Regions from separate parts of the Callithrix jacchus genome. Here region 1 is linked to region 2. A link is a contact called in public Hi-C data. All regions are on one chromosome and are shown on one strand. The core of a region is the stretch at or near the end of the contact, and the rest is flanking DNA. Distances in the headings are between cores, read along the strand shown.

The links. A called contact is a pair of places that touch in the nucleus more often than the background predicts.
Region 1: a Hi-C map of skeletal muscle shows a contact between it and region 2, with 2.2 times the contacts expected there. The contact joins the enhancer-like site here to the promoter of GNAO1 in region 2. A contact is called at or near these places in 2 of 3 Hi-C or Micro-C datasets (induced pluripotent stem cells and skeletal muscle).

The regions. Positions count from the first base shown.
Region 1 is chr20:14,192,140-14,195,406 of calJac240_pri, forward strand. The region is part of intron 3 of GNAO1 (G protein subunit alpha o1); the gene reads left to right. Among named protein-coding and RNA genes, the nearest start is that of AMFR, 100 kb to the right of the region's middle. Within about 2 kb of position 1,457, at least 1 of the 16 cell types and tissues checked has an H3K27ac peak or open chromatin away from gene starts, as enhancers often do. A contact at or near this core is called in skeletal muscle, where this site is marked.
Region 2 is chr20:14,059,155-14,062,578 of calJac240_pri, forward strand. GNAO1 (G protein subunit alpha o1) reads left to right here and starts at 1,742. Exons shown (of 9, transcript XM_002760959.7): 1 at 1,742-2,757; 2 at 2,975-3,017. The coding sequence starts at 2,640. LOC118149763 (a long non-coding RNA gene) reads right to left here and starts at 1,500. Exons shown (of 6, transcript XR_013530495.1): 1 at 1,436-1,500; 2 at 1-48.

The DNA.
Region 1 (3,267 bases), core at 207-2,706, 130 kb after region 2:
CCATTCTCCTCCCATGCCCCTGATCATCATGAGGGTGGGCAGGTTGCTCTTCTCATCTCTATGTGGCCCTGGGCAGCCCACAAGGTGGAGCCATGGATACTTGTCCACTGGGTGGGCACTAGCGCAGCCCACTCCTCAGGGCCGCTCCTGTGCTAAGTGCCCTCCATTTGCTCACACAACAGCCTTGTAAAGAAAATAATGGTACTGTCATCCCCATTTTGCAGGTGAGGACACTGAGCCTCAGAAAGATTATACCCCTTGCTCAAGCTGGAAACTGAAGCTGGATCTCAGGTCAGGGTAGCTCCTGAATTTGCAGTCTGAAGCCCCCCAGAAGGCTGCATGGAGCAGGACTAAAAGTCCAAGGAGGAAGCGAGCATAGGAGGCTGGTGGAGGAGGCTCCTCGAAGGGTGTGGAGTGGCAGGAGAGTCAGATGTTGGATTCCATGGTGGATTCCAACAGGTGCAGAATGACGAGGCAGGGCCATCCTGGGCAAATGACTACAAAACCCATCCCACCCACACCTACACATCTGAGGACATGCAGTCACATTTTCCCTCATGTACAACAGAGAGCCCCTACCTTCCTCTCTGAAGCTGAGCCTCAGAACCGTGGGGACAGTCGTGGGAATAGGGGCCCACTCCTTCAGGCCTCAGGCAGACACGCATGTCCGTAAACTCCTTACAGGACTGCCTGCTACTGAATCCCCCAGACTGCCTGTAGTGTGCAGCATGTGGCCAGTGCTCACAACACCGCTAGTGCCATGCCAGGCCTATGGGAGAGAGAGGAGCCACCCACGCAGGAAACGCCACACGGCATGTGGGCACGGTGCATGGGGTGTGGTCAGACAGTAAAAGAGGAGCAGACTCAGCTGCCGGGAAAGCCAGGGGTGCTGCAGGAATGGGAGGGGACTTCCTAAAGGAGGTAGGCCCCGAATTAGCCTTGGCAGGCTGGGGGGTATAATAGGACTATTTGAGGTACAAGTGCAAATATAAACCAAACAAACAAACAACATATCCTCCACTGGCTTTTTTTTTAAATCAGGGGATTGATTGAGTCAGATAATTAGAAAGCCCAGAGGTCTCTGTGGCTGCAGGTGCAGCTAGATCCAGGCATTGACATGTTACCATGACTCAGGTGTCTCCCTCTCAGCTCTGCTTTCCTCAGCGATGGCTGCACACTTTGCTGGGGGGGCTTCCTTTGAGAGCCTCTCTTTCCTAATAGTTGCTACATGTGTCCTGGGGCTGGCTGGAAGTGGAGACTGATTGTTAGTCTAATTTGAGAAATAGGGATTCTTTGTCCACCCCAGACTGATCACAGGCCAGCAGGATGTGTTGGCCAAGCCTAGCGCATGTGTCCACCCCTAAAATCAGGGGAGATTCACCTCAATGCAAACTACTCAGATTGGGTTGGAGAATGGTGCTTCCCTTCTGGGAACTGGGGCTCTGCTGCCAGAAAACAAGAGAGAAAAGCCACAGAGGCGGAGAGGGCAGCTGCCCAGCAGAACAGGACTGGGCAGAGAGGAGTGGGCAGGCCTTCACTGCCACCTGGAAGCGGTCACCGCTGCCCCTCCTACAGCACTGCCTGAGTGGGAGCACAACATGAGTTTCCTGTAGAAGTCAGCTCTAGCAGTCTGCCCTGTGTAAAACTCTTACAGGCCAGACCTGGGATCTTCATTTGTTCAGGCTACTGTAGCAGAATACCATATGCTGGGTGGCTTATAAACAACGGAAGTTTGTTTCTCACAGTTCTGGAAGCCAGGAAGTTCGAGATCAAGGCGCTGGCAGATCAGTGTCAGGTGGGGATTGCTTTCTTATCGACAGCCCCTTCTTGCTGGGTGCTCATGTGGTGGAAGGGGTGCAGGTCTCTGGGGCCTCTCCTATAAGGGCACTGACCCCCTTTGTGAGAACTCCACCTTTAAGACCTGATCACCTCCGAAAGGCCCCATCTCCTAATGCCAGCATCTTGGGGGTTAGGATTTAGGCAGAGGAATTTGTGGAGGGACATAAACAATCAGACCACAGCACCTGGTGAGTCTGCCCTGAGGACATGCATGTGTTTTGTCATGTTCTCATATGAGCTGGGTGTCCAGGCACGCTCTGACCAGCAAGAAACAGCAGTGCAATGGGGCTGGTAGCAAAGAGAACAGTGCTAGAAAATACCCACCCCACACACACTCCCATGGGCCCAGGAGAAGCCTTGGATGAGAAGTTCAGGCTCAGTGTGAGCCCCCCCCCAGGCCCCTAAAAGCAGGCAGACAAAGGGGCAGGGCCTCCCCTGGCTCTAGGAATTGCTTGTGAAGCCCGCCACCCTCCTTTGTGCTGGTAAAGCCCCTCCTTCCCTTCAGGCCTGGCCCTTCTGTCTGTCTTAGGCACATCTCTCTTCCCTCTGCTCAGGGGCTGAACTGGGTACCAGTGAGTTCTCAGCTCACACCTCAGGTGGCCAGGCCTTGTCCAATATGCAAGTCCAGGGCTGCTGGCTCTGGCACCGTAGAGGAGGTTGCCTTTGAGTCCAGGCTTTCCTTACTGGTAATGTGATTTTTAGCAAGCTGCCTCACCTAAGCAGGATACCCACCTGCTGCAATCATTAGAGATACAAACTGACAAGAGTTAGAGGATAGATAGGCTTGAGTGAGAAACTAGGGCCAAGCCTTGATATTAAAATGCCAAGGAAACCTACATCCTGCAAACCTGGCCGAGCACCAACTCTCTACCAAGCACTGTGCGACGCCCCAGGTACCATGAGAAATCAGGAAATGATCCCTGCCCTGAGAACCAGGCACATACAGCACGTGCTGTACCATGGTGTGCGCTGTGTGCTTTGGGAGCAGGGAGGAGGGCTTCCCCGAGGAGGTGACATTTGAGATAGGGTGGGGCCCACCTTGAGGTGGGATTACCTAGCTTATTTGGGGAATAGGAGTAAGGCTGTGTGGCTGGAGCCCTGTGAGAGGGAGAAAGTTGGAGAATGTCAGAACAGAGAGGCAGGCAGAGGCTTTGTAGGCCCTAAGGAATCTGGAATGCAGGAATGATGGGCAGCTGTTGAAGAGTTATACCCATTAGGATTAAGTTTAACTGAATACCAAAGACTCTGGAAATAATGCCTTAAATAAGATAGAACTTGATTTTAAGTATTAAAAAACACACTGAAAGTAGTGTAAGGATGACTGCAGATAGTGTGGAGTCTGGACCTAGACCGAGGCTGTTTGTAGATCACTGTTCCACTCTCCCTAGGGGGTTGACCTTGTCTTCATGATCCCATTTAGCTGCTAGA
Region 2 (3,424 bases), core at 492-2,991:
CACTTGAGGAAATAACACATTCTATAGAATGTTGGATGCTTAAGCTCTCTGTTTTGGATTTGAAAGGCTGCATTTTAGTGATTTTTAAGCCAAACCAGATTTATCCCCTAACATCCCCCAAAAAACACACAGAAAAGAAGAATGGTGGGGGGTGGGTAGGTAGAGAAGCAGTTATTCACCTTATAAAACAATTCTCTATAGGATTCCTTTGTCAGTTTCCTAGACTATGTAAAATGTGATTCAAATTAAAATATTTAAATCACATACGCACAACTTGACATAGGCACTTAATTGTAAAATAAGGCAAACCCACACTGGGAAATACCAAATTAAAAAAAAAAAATTGGGGAAAAAGTATTTTCTTCTGGGTGGCCCTAATCTGCCTTCTTTTACCCCATTGCAAATGTATTTTTATGCTGGGTTACATTTCCAAAACAGGAGTGTTTTTTTTCTATCCTTGAAATGAAACAAACAAGTTTGCTTTCAGAGCCACAGAAATGCCCAACTGTTAGGGGAAAAAAAAAAAACAACGTTTTCCACTGGCCGCTTGCCTCTCTTATCCCCATGCAACCTTGCCTATTGGCCCCTTTCCCTAGGAGAGCCCCTGGGGCTGTCTGATGGAACTAATTGTAAAATTATTTTGTGCAGTAAAAAATTCATTTCTTCAAAATCTGAGACCACCCAGAATATGCCCAATCTTTGGCAAATATCAACTGGTTTCCTCAGTATTTGACTAGCTGTACACCGAGTAACTGACCCGGGTTTCTGGGTCTTTCTATCGGCATAGAAATGAGGGGGAAATGTTTCAGAAGATGAAAAAAGGAAGAAAATCTCTCATCCAGAATCTATTCAAAATTCATTTTGTGTGTTTGGAAGGGGGAAAACAGAAGAATTCAGTGCAAAGAGGCCTCCACCAGACTAAACCGTCCAACATCTGCAAAAGCTTTTTAAATAAAACTGCTCAGGGATCAGGGGTTTGCTGCAAGCTCCCGGTCGCTTGAAGCCCTGTCCCTCCGCTCCGGGCCCTCACGCCTCCGAGGGTGGGCACCCCTCTTGCACGGAGAGCGGCGGCTGGGATCTCCGAGCAGGGTCGCCGACGGCCCTGGAGGCAGCGGCTCCCGGAGAACAGGCCCAGGCTTTTCTCGGCCCGCTGCATTCCTCTCCTTACAGCCTTGGCTCTCACATAGTAGGTGCTCTATAAATGTGGACTAAGGACTCGAAAAGTCCGAATCTGTCCTCACGCCCCAGAGGCGAATTCTGGTGCGCGAGGTTTTATTGCAACCCACTACCACATCGCGTCTCCTGAGGTAACCTGACCTCGGCTCTGCGGCCCCAGCAGCTGGAGAGCCACGGAGAAGGCGGGCTGCGGGAGACAAGATGGAGAGCCTGCGGGAGAGGGACAGAGGCCGCGCTGGCCGCGAGCTGGGGGGCCCACCTGACTGCCGCGCTGCCTGCCCGGCCCAGCACTCCCATTGACAAGGAGGTCCGCGCCGCCGCCGCGTGGGGCGGGGGCAGGGGCGGGGTAGGGCGCCCCGGCGCGCGCCCGGCCCCACGCCCCGCCCCCGCCAGCCTCGCACGCGCCCACCCCCGGGGAGCCGCGGGCCCGGAGGGCGCTTGGGGGAGGGGGGAGGATGCTCCGCGAACGCGCGTGCGCGCCTCCGCCGGCTGACGCGGACCCCCGGCGCGCGCCTCCCCCGCCCCGCGTTCTCCCAGTCCCGGGGGCTCGGCGCGCGGCCCTGCTGACGTCAGCCGGCGGCCCGCGGAGCCGGGTGCGCAGAGTCGCTGGCTCACTCGCGCTCTGCGCTCGCCTCCTCCCCCAACCCGGGCCCTGGCGCGGGCGCGCTCCTTCGCTCTACCATTTTTTTTTTTTTCCCCTCCCTCCCTGCCTCTCTCTCTCTCTCCCTCTCCCTCGAGCACCCGGCTGGCCGCGGCTCCCTGGCGCTCTCCCTCTCTCCGGTAGGCTCACCGAGCGATGAGAGCTCTGGGAGACCGCAACGCCGCCTCCCGCTAGAGACCTGCCCCCCGGTCCGGCCCCCTGCCCAGCCCTGCCCAGCGCGCGGGGGTCGGCGAAGGCGCCGCGGACGCACCGACGGCTGAAGAGCGGCGATGCACATGCACTAGCAGCACCCCCTAACTCACTCCCTCCACATCCCGCGCCGCCGCCGCCGCCTCCGCCACCTCCTCCTCCGCCGCCGCCACCGCCTCCTCCTCCAGCAGCCGCGGCAGCAGGACCCACCCTGCCCCCCACCCCACCCTCCGTCGGCTCCGGCTGCGGCTCCAGCCTCGACTATTATTTTATTTATTTTGGGTCGTGCACAAGCCTCAGTGCCTGCAGCCCGCGCCTCCTCGGCCCGCGGGCGCCTCCTCCCTCGGCTCCGGAGCCCCTGACTCCGGCCATCCTCGACTCGACACCCCCAGATCCCCACCAGCTGCCGCGAGTCTCCGCTACTGGAATCTTGTTAGCGGCTGTCTTTTTGGGGGGTTCTGGTTACGCGACATTTTTGTTTCCAGCCCAGGAGAGGATATCGTGATTTTCCCCCCTTGAGCCCAGGCTCTGCTCTCTGGGGGGGTGGGGGGCGCGCCGAGCCGGGGAGCCGTGCCAGCGGAGTTGTGCGGGCTGTGGCAGGGAAGGGGCCACCATGGGATGTACTCTGAGCGCAGAGGAGAGAGCCGCCCTCGAGCGGAGCAAGGCGATTGAGAAAAACCTCAAAGAGGATGGCATCAGCGCCGCCAAAGATGTGAAATTACTCCTACTGGGTAAGAACCGCCGCTACCACCCCCATCCCCCGACCCCGGCCACTCCGCACCCCTGCCGCCAGCTCCTCCACCCCACCCGCAGCCGGTAGACCTGGTCCCTAAGTTGGCACCACCATGTGCCCAGGATCGCCCACCCCCTCGCATGCCTTAGCCCCCCCCCCCCCGTTCCTTTAAGCTGACACTCACCAGTTTTTCCCCACTGTCTGTGTCCCAACAGGGGCTGGAGAATCAGGAAAAAGCACCATTGTGAAGCAGATGAAGTAAGTCCCTGTGGCACTGGGATTTGTACTTTTATTAAGAATAATTTTTAAAATCGTTTTTATTACCTTGCTTACTCCACATTGCTCTCCAGGCCTGTTTTTTAATTCGTGCACACACACGCACACACACACACACACCCCTATATTTGACTCCCCTCCCCCACTCCCTACGTTGGTTCTTGGTCCTCCACCCCAACTACCGGGTGGGTGTTTTTTGGGAGGGGGAAGGGGAGCGCCTGTAGTTGTATGAATGACAGCGTCCGCCATATTGATCAGAACATCACACTATTGGCATGAATATGATCATTACTCTTGCTTGTGGAATATTTTGTGTCTCACTGCCTCCATTTCTGTGTCTCTGTTTCATTCTGTCTCTATTTCTCTCTCCTCTTCCCTCCATACCTCCC